Linked DNA regions of Oryctolagus cuniculus: region 2 is linked to region 1. A link is a contact called in public Hi-C data. All regions are on one chromosome and are shown on one strand. Each heading gives the region's core, a stretch centred on a gene start, on an enhancer-like site or on the middle of the called end of the contact. The rest is flanking DNA. Distances are from core to core; before and after follow the strand shown. Region 1 has its middle 66 kb from the start of TRNAF-GAA. Region 2 holds the start of SPRY1 (sprouty RTK signaling antagonist 1).

The links. Hi-C and Micro-C count contacts between places; a contact is called where the count stands out from the background.
Region 2: a Hi-C map of skin fibroblasts shows a contact between it and region 1, with 4 times the contacts expected there. The contact joins the promoter of SPRY1 here to the enhancer-like site in region 1. A contact is called at or near these places in 3 of 6 Hi-C or Micro-C datasets (embryonic fibroblasts, skin fibroblasts and an unstated tissue).

The regions. Positions count from the first base shown.
Region 1 is chr8:40,626,688-40,631,661 of mOryCun1.1, forward strand. No RefSeq gene overlaps it. Among named protein-coding and RNA genes, the nearest start is that of TRNAF-GAA, 66 kb to the right of the region's middle. Within about 2 kb of position 2,579, at least 1 of the 8 cell types and tissues checked has an H3K27ac peak or open chromatin away from gene starts, as enhancers often do.
Region 2 is chr8:41,315,394-41,320,367 of mOryCun1.1, forward strand. It overlaps SPRY1 (sprouty RTK signaling antagonist 1), which reads right to left and starts at 2,431. Exons shown (of 3, transcript XM_070047199.1): 1 at 2,301-2,431; 2 at 1,612-1,881.

The DNA of each region.
Region 1 (4,974 bases), core at 1,329-3,828:
ATCACATACTTAATAATTTTCTTTCCTCTCTCAATTTGCAGGATATAATTTTCTTTGGTTGTTTTAATATTGGTTTAGGTTTTCAAACAATTATCTATATGCTAAAATAGCAGAAATTGTAATAAAAAAGAGATATCTATACTCCTAAAGATATGAAATTATTTCTCATTTCTCTGTAACTTGATCATGGTACTTTAGTATACTTTAATATTTGATATATTCAACTCCTTTGAAACATTTACAGTGGTAAGAATAAACACTTCTAGCTTTAACCAGTTTGATCAGCTGCTCCAGATTACGCTGGATGGCAGTGGACCAAGCAGTAGAAAAGAGTCTTAAAGATTGTGAGAATCTTAAAATAGGAGCAAGTCTCACCAAATGTTTTAAAGGAAAGGGTAAAGTCAAAACAGTTCATTTATTTCCTTGTATTCTCATTAAAGACATTCCTGTCTTTGAATAAAATGGCCAGAAAAGGCAGAGGGAGATGGCCCAGGACATTGGGCTCCTGCACCCACATGGGAGACCTAGAAGAAGCTCCTGGCTCTTTGCTTTGGATTAGCCCAGCTCTGGCCATTTCAGACATTTGGGGATTGAACCAGAGAATGGAAGACCTCTCTCTCTCTCTCTCTCTCTCTGTGCCTCTTTCTCTCTGTAACTCTGCCTTTCAAATAAATAAATAAATCTAAAAAAGATTTGAATTAACATGTTGTTATGTTTAGATATACATAAATATTTAATAGTTTGAACTTACACACTGCTTTCTTATATATACTATAACTGTTTTGTTTCTTCTGGATTTCTTCTTAAATGTCATGTTGAACATTTACAAGTATAATGAATAATATATGAGGATCTTTCAGAAATTTCATGTAAAATGGAATTAAAAGATAATCTATGATAGCTTTTCATAGTATGCACTGTCCATGAACCTTTTGAAGATCCTTTTTAAGCATATGTATTTTATTTTCAATTTTAATTTTTAGTTTTTAACAAATTAAATATTTTAAATATATTTCATAGATTTAATTCTTAGAATATGAGATATTCATTCCTCTCCCCTTTCTCCCATCCTCCCATCCCCCCCTTTCTTTCTTTCTTTTACTATTTGAGATAATAAAATATATTTTAAATATACATTACAGTACTAAGGCTTAATACTTAATAGTTCATGAAATAATGTTTAACAAGTAAAAAGTAAAAATACCCTAGTCTTGTGGGAATATAGACAATGGCAATAATTGAATGGAAAAGTGACCATTTCATCCATATATATTAAATTTTAACATAACCACAGATCATCAAAGCTATCATAATATAACACTCTTAACAATTGGTTAAGGTATTAAATAAACATATAAAATATAGTTTCACAAAATTGTATTTGCAGCAATATTGATAACACAGGTCTATCTGCCTGCCTTCCTTCCTTCATTCTTTGTTTGTTTGTTTCTTTCTAAATGTTGGCTCCCACATATAAGAGAGAACATGTGGTATTTCTCTTCCTGTGTCTGGCTTATTTCACTCAACATGATGTTATGTGTATATATTTTAAAGGACATATCTACAATAAATGTCAATGATGTATTCGATTTTTACATTATAATTACCTGGAATTTATAATATACATGTGCATAATTTTATAATTTCAAGTAAATTATATTATCAATTATTATAATTAATATCCTCATTTGACAAAACTAGAGTCGCAACTAAGATTTAAAAAGTAGTATGGGTTTCCTTATGCTCAATCTGATGGCCTTTCCACCTAATGGCATTGCTTTATCATCCATCCTTTGTGTTGTCCAAGACATGCATTTTGAGAATGGGCCAGTCTAATTCAGAAACTCTGATTCTCTTTGAATGTGTTGCAATGCATTACTAATGTCTCTTCATATGAAAATCTATCATCATATACAATAATGGATTTCACTAGAAAAAAAACTTAAATAATTAGAATAACAAATCAGTTTACAATGTTTTGAAGAGCATTTATACAAATGTGCAGATTATTTACAATGCTGAAAGTTCTCATGGGGGTATAAGCACTGCCACATGGTTTCAATAGATTGTAGAAAATGAAATCTTTAAGCAAATAATACCTTCGTTATAAAATGAGTGAAATGCCTTCATTATGAAGAGGTTCTCTACATCTTAAGGTGGAATTACTGAACTAGGCACTGATGTGTCTCAACAGCAACAAAAAAATGTACCTTCTACGCATGTTAATTTCCATCAGTAGTGGCTTTCATTCTAAATGGGAGAGGGTCTCCCTTTTCTCAGGTCGGATGTGATACTAAAAAGTGACTCCTCCCCTACTGCTTCGCTCTCAAGTTCAAAAGATTACCAGGTGGCTTATATTAATCCATAGAGTGCAAAGGGTTTTTGCCTCAATTAAATGGTACATTTCCAAATCTATTTGTGTGGGAGACTTTTGCACTGAAGCTCCTAAGTCACATTAAGAGGTGTGACTAGATTACCATTTGCCAATTAAAACTGCACCTTTCCAGCTGTCTGAACAGTGACTCAGAGTGTTAGAATGTGAGTAACATACAAAGGCAAGTAAAAGTTTCATGGTTAGTCAATTCCAATTCATTACATTTCTGTTTTAAGTAGTCATGCAAGCAGAATGTCCATTCATTCCCTGGAGATAACATTACTTCCCTTTGTGATTACTCCAAGTGGCCACTAAAGGTCACTCTTACTCCATATTTTTCAGCCCAGTTATGCAACCTGGACTCAGGTATAAAATCTGTGAACCCTCCACCTCCATCTTTGCAGTAGCAAAGGAAGCACTTGGGATAGGAATTTCAGCAAGTGAGAAGCAGAGTCAGTGTGCCCAACTTGTTTCAAATCCACCTGTAGAAGTGGTTTGACAAGAAATCTCGTGTTGCATCTCTGCACTAACGTATTTCCAGGAAAGTCAACACAATTCATATGAAGTTCATTTCAAAGTCAGTACAGGGCACGTGTGGTGCTCAATGATTATATTTTGCACCAGAATAAAAATGGCTTAAAGTTCAGTAAGCCATGTTGGGAAAATGCATTAAAGATCTCACACCCTTACTGAGTTAAATTATAACTATGCCCTTTTGAAGAAGAATGGGAGGGTTGAAATTGGCACTTGCAAAGAATTCAGGAGCTTAAAAACATCTATAAAAGTAATGGTAATACATGTAGGAGCCATGTCCTATTTGCACATAGATGGATAATTCAGGAAATGTTCATGTTTGAAAGGCTTGTTTTTCTTGGGGATGAGAGCATATTTGATCTAAATGATATCATAGGAAATTCACTTCTAAGAGCCAGTATACATATTTAATATCACTAGCCACCAAGGGCTGGATTGGAAATGGAGCCACAGGGACAAGAACCGACGTCCATGTGGGATGCCAGTGCTGCAGCCAGAAGCTTAGCCTACCCTGCTCAGCACCAGACACTAGAGCTGAATATTGAACCCAGACACTCTGAGACAGGATTCAGACATTCCAAGCAATGTTTTAACTGCTGCACCAAAAGCCAACCCAATTGACTTATTTATGAGACGTTATTTTTTTTCAGTTCTTCTTTTCTATCCCTCTTTACACACACACAGACACACAGCGAGAGAGAGAGAGAGAGAGGGGAGAGAGAGCGCGCACACACCCATGATGGGGTTACAACCTGATAAACTCATAATAATTGAAAATATTGTCGGTTAAAATTGCTCTTGATACATTTAATTTACTAAACCTAAACCTAGCTCAATCTACCTTAAACATGCTCAGAACACATATTCCCCTAGAGTGGGGAAAGATCAACCAACACAAAGCAATTTGATAATAAAATACTGAAGACCTCATGTAATTCATTGACTACAACACACCATACAACAGAGTAGCAATTGGTTACCCTTATGGTCGTGCAACTGAGTGGAAGCTGCAATTTGCTGCTGCTACCCCACTTTCCAACAGAGTATTGTACCACGTATTAGTAGGTTGGGGAAAGATCAAAATTCAATGTCCAAATGCTACTGAATGTGTATGGGTTTTGCATCAGCGTAAAGTAAAAAATTCAGAAGTTGAACCATTGTAGACCATCTGCTTATTATACATACATACATATGTATTAGCATGCAGGGCAAAATTTATACATATATGTTAGCAAATGTCAACAAAATCAACATTTTATGTTGGATAAAAGTGGCTTCTAGTTCCATTCTTGGTTCTGTAGAAAAACCAACTCTCTCCATAAGACAGGCATGAGAAAGTGTAGAACTGACTTCACATGCTTATTTCCCACTCAGATGATTTTCTTATGTTAAATGATTTTAGTTATGACTCAAAAAACTTTTCAGCTGCAAAAAATGGATTTTAATCTTTCTCTTTTGTACTTACACCAAAAAACTCAACAATAACATGAAATTTGGAGGTGTTTCTAATGGTTTGGAATGGCAGCAAGAATTATGTTATAATATGTAATTATATTTTAAAATACATTATATGTAAGTTCATGAAAATGTATATTATGAAAAAGCTGAGTATGGCTTTCGAGATTTTTATACCAAAACAAGCTTACCTTTCAATTAAATTCTCCATGAACTTTTTGAAGTTGCCTAATATTGTGTTTTTCTTGTTTTTTTTCTTCTCTTTCAAGCCCTTATTTCTCTATTTCCCACTGTTCCTTCCAACAACTTCTTGATGCATTGTCACTAAGAATCACAGTTACCTATCAGTCTGTGAGGTAACCTGGTTCAACTCTCTCCAAAGTCTTTCACCAAACTCAGTTCGACCTCCACCTTTAACCTTTTCTGCCTTTCTAGGATTCTCTGATTAACAACACCATATTCTCCACTTTACCTGCACCAAAATACACTACAATGCTAAAATAAGTATCCCATTTTATCATGACATTGCAAGTATCCCAAGTAATATCCAGATCAATGTTCTTACTGTTCAAAAATTGTTGAAATTACCAGTTTATTAAAAAGTGAAAACC
Region 2 (4,974 bases), core at 1,181-3,680, 690 kb after region 1:
CAGCGGATTACAATGATGCTGGGGTCCTGGCCAGAGTCCAATTCCAAGAGAGGCTATGGACCACATCATAGAATAAGAATGTAAGCAAGAGTCCATGCCATAAAAACTAGAAGTTTTTCCAAGTTTTTAAAAGTGGAATCAAGAGGAAGTAATGCCTTCCTGTTTGCAAATCTCATAATTAAAATGGAGCTTGCCTTCATATGGAACCCTGACTATAAGCACTGGACTAGCTGTCATCTGAACAAAGTTCACTGTCAGTTCATCAGTGTTTTTGCGTAAAAGAAGAGATCCATTCTTCTAAAAAAATCAAGAATGGCTTTGGTGCTGTTGCCTTTTTGTTATTTGTGTGCTACTACAAGCACTGGCTTGATGAGGAGGAAATTAATGCAGGCATTTGCAAAAAACCTCAAGAGATGCAAAACTAAAATGGAATCTCAAGTCATTTTCAGTAGAAATTGGGATTCTGATGCTCACTTTTCCTCAATGAGACACAGAAATGAGCACACGAGGAACGCAAGAGGTCCTGGTGTTTTACAGCCACTACAATACATACACAAAACCCAATGCACATTTCTGTGAATGTTCTGAGCGTTCCTACTGGAAATCATGAAATGCCTTTTTTAAAAGCTTAAATAAGGGCTCACTCACATAACAAGATAATTTTTATGCACAAATAAGCGTTAGGCCTTTCAAGCAGTGTGAGGAAATCCTGGCTATCTTAATTATCTGTATTTCCTCTAATTTAAAAATCCTCATTTAGAGGACGGGGCCTTGATTTTCAAAAGTACTGCCAGCTCTGAATCAATGCGCCTCTTGTAATAAAATAAGTACTCTAACATCCTGATAAAAACAAACATCTATGTTTCCATAAAAGTCGTAGATTACTAATTTATGATGTATTCTTCATTTAAAAAAAAAAAAACCTACCAAGCATAAAAACGTTTCCCTTCTCATCAATGGCAAACTAAAATATTTTTCACACAAACACCTTCCAAGTCTACAGATTCAACCCAACGGGAAGAATGAAAAGAAAACACACACACACACACACACACACACACCCTGCCCATTCTCCACTAGGACTCTGCGCCAAAACACTCCGTGCCGGCTTAAGGAGCAGAGCAGAACACGGGGCACTCCCGGCAGCCACCGGCGCCCCGAGACCCTGCCCCGCGCTCGGTGCGGTACCCTGCCGGCGTCCCGCGCCTTCACGCCGCTCGCCCCGCGCGCGCCCAGCGGCACGGTCCCGGCCTGCCGCCTTCCGTCCCGAGGTCCCCGGGGGCTGCTGGAGGCTCCGAATCCTCCCTCCAGCCCAGTACCGCCACTTCTCAGCCCAGAGCTTTGCGAGCACGGGGGGCGGGGAGGGGGCTCTCAATGTGCCAAGAGTCCTGCAAAGGGGCCCTATCATCCCCACCACGCGCAACTTTCATTCTGATGGCCGGAACCAAGTCCACGCTGGCGGGGAGACTAAGTCGCCCAGATCCCACCCCGACTCTCCCAAACGCACAAAACCCCAACAAAATCTACCGCCTGGCACCCGAAGGGGAAGCCCCCCGGCCCCTGCCCGCGCGCGCACACGCGCCCCCGGAGCCGCGAGGCGAAGCGGCATACCTGTGCGGGCAATCCCGTCACATCCTCCGCGTCCCCGGGGGTCTCCAGCACACTCTCTGCGCAGGACACCGAGGGTTCCGGCCAATCGCGCCGAGCCTTCCGAGCGAGCCCGCGGCGGCCGGCGTCTAGGCGAGCGTCCGTCTACACTTTAAAGGACACGCCGCAGTCGCGGAGCGCTGGGGCCGAGCGCGCCGGGGCAGGGGCCGCAGCGGAGCGTCGCCGCCACATTGCCCGGTTACGACGGTGGAGCTGCGCCCTCTGCAATCCGCGCTGAGAGGAGCGGGGAATAAATAGTGGACGCAGAGGAAGGAAAAGGAAAAAGTTATGAATGAAAACAAGTTTTCTCTCTCTCTCTCCCTCTAGCTCCGGCAGGAGGCGGGAGGAGGCTGAGGTTACCATTACCTCAGGAGGGCGGACTTCCCCACTGTTAAAGTGGCAGTGCCCTCTCCCCTCGCCTCGCCGCCGCTCCCCAAACAAGCTCCGCGGCGCACGCGGGTTCTGTCCCGGGGTGGGGGGCTTCACCGCCCTCCACGAGCGCGCGCACACGGTCTTTCCCGACCCCACGTCCGAGCGCGGACTCCACCGCAGAAAGCCCGCTGGTGGCACAAGCCAGGACACTCCTGCCCCCCACCCAGGGAAACACCCCCACGAAAGCCCCCCGAATCCATCTTTCGCGTGGAGACCACAACCTGGGCCACGGCAACACCCGCTCCAAGCAACTAAGCACCGGAAGACCCTGCCTCGTCGTTGTCCTGGGCCGCGCAAGGTCGCCCCCCCACACACCCCGGCTGCCCACCCCCGAGCTCCCCCGCCCCCACCGCCCTGAGCCGCAGCCCCCAGGACGCGAGGGGCGGCGGGCGGAGCCTGCGACGCGCGGCCTCGGCCCTCCCCGGCCCTGCCCCTCCGGTCCGGGAGCCCCGCACCTGCCGCGCCGAGCAAGCCCCGCCCGCGCGCCGCCCGCCCGCCCGCCTGCCTGCCCGCGGGCGGCCGCCGCCGCGCACTCACCTAGGCCGAAGCGCTGGAGGGCAGCCAAGCCGAGCGAGCCGGCCCTGGTCTCGGTGCGGGCGGCGTCGTGCACGCGCCGCATCAACCGCGGCGCGCAGGACGAGCAGGCATCGCCCAGGCTGCAAGGAGTGGGCCCGCGCGGCCTCCCTCGCCCCCGCCGCAGCCGGGCAGGAGCGCTCCCCGCGGCCCCCTTCCGGCTGCGGACAGCAGTTCTGCGGCCGCTCGCCTTCGGCCGGGCGCGCAGACCTCTCACGGCTCCAGTCCCATCCACCTCGGGGCCGTTCCTCTGCAGCCCGACTGGCAAGAGCTAGCTAGTCAGAGTCCCTTCGGGAGGCCTCTCCGAGTCTCAGAAAAGCGAGCAGGGGCGCGGCGGAGAGAAGAGTGCGTGACGGGCCAGCTGACTGGCACGGTGTGCTCGGACCAGAGTGTACTTCTCGGGTGCCAATCGCTCCTCGCGGGGAGGGACGGAGGGGCGGCGGCCTCCTGACGAGTGAAAATCCACGTCACGGGCGTTCGAGACTTCACGGCGCCCGGGACAGGGCTCGCACAGGCGTCGGGCGGGCGGGTCGCGGAGCCGCGGCAGGCCCCGGCCGGACCCCGGAGGGCACGCGCCCGCGAGGCTGCCGCTGCCGGGTGGGGGGTAGTAGGGGGGTTGTCTGCCGCTTTGGGGAGGGGGCTGTGGAGGAGCGAAGTTTGGGGGTCCTTCTCAGAGAGAAAACAGAGACCGGCGTCGTCCCTTGTCCCCCGCACAGGCCGAGGCGCTTTCTCGGTGCCGCACGCCGGGCAAGTGGGGGGCACAGTGTGTCCGCGGGCAGCCTCTCCCGGAGAGCGCTCAGTCCCGGTCCTCCGACCCTGCGCGTCCACGGCCGGGATCCCCGCTACAGGGTTCAGAGAGAGAAACTCATGAATTTCCTTTCTCCCCAGGCCCTGGGCCGCCCGCTCCGCCGGGCCGAGGGAGCGGGGCGGGCCGCTGGCCAGCTCTCGCCCGCCGCCCGCAGCCCGCTGCCATGTGCCGCCTGTTGCTGCTGCCCGTGATTGACAGGCCGGCGCACGGTCGGCGTGTCAGCGGCGAGCCCAAGTAACATGCAGACTTGCACGTTTTTGCCCAAGTGCTTTTGCCCCCTTGGAATGCCTGGGAGTTCAGACCACGTTCAAGCAACGCCTCTGCGCACTGGAAAGCAATACACAGGGACGGGAAATTTAGGTTTTAAACCATAGCTTCTCTCGGGCTTCGGTCGCCAACAATGCCTTAAACAAACACGCAGTTGGTCCGCATACCGAGTGCCAGCCCCTCTTCGGCATAAGCGGCCCTGTGTTTCACGCGTCCGACCGCTCAGACCTTAAACTTGATACTCTTCGGTTTAGGAAAAAAAGTGAAAGGGACCCTGCTTTTTCGTTTAGTGTCAGCATTTACGTTGAGAGCATTTAGCAGTGGGAAGGCTGCTGGTGTTTTGAAATGCAACCAGTCCTCTTGGCTCTAAAGCGAGTTCAAAGACCTGTTCAGTCCTTGCAAAAGCCCACATTTCTCACCTTACCGTTCCTAAAATGTCTACGGAAGGAAAGGAAGGAACCGGCTCTTACCTAGTGCAAAGATTGCAAATTGCTTTTCAGGCACATGTACAGCGTCTGTAGCTGTTCCTTATCCAGGGCAGGGAGCTCTGTCTGCTGCTATCACTCTGCAAACCAGTGCGTGCTTTACAGAGCGAACCCACTCCCGCTCCGCAGAATTTCAGCTCCTCGCCTCCACCTCCACCTCCACGGCAGGACACGCCTCCAGTGATATCATGTGTCAATCACCCGGGCCGCCCGAAAACCTGGAACAGGATTTCCTCAACTGCTGTTTCCTCTTTCGTTTGTATGTACCAGCTTGGAGGTGTTGCCCTATTGACTCGTGCAATAAACATCCTCTGAAGCTTCGGGATTGCCTCTAAACATTCTGCAAATGCAGTCTGTCAGAAAGGAATGCATTCGAATTTAGCTATCAATCTTTCGTTACTCATCTGCAAGTGGAAGAATTGCTGGACTCCACCCTTGGAGTTGAACTAGAAAAGAACTGTGAACAACAAAAGATGAAAAAAGTTGTATGCCAAGCCATCACTTCTGATCAACTACAGGGGACTGTATATTGATATTAAATAGTTGGTAATGAGACATTCCAGTTCCTATTTAAAACTTCGGAAGAAGTGAAATCTTCAGTTTCAAAAGGTGGCACTCGTTGCAAATGTTAATAGAACGAGGTGAAATTTCCTGCTGTGAGTTTTTAAGTAATTGCTCTACCTTTAGCTTGTGATGCAATTTTCCAAAAAGTAATCACATGAAGAAAAAAAAAAAACAAATTCCTTACACTTTGTAATGTAT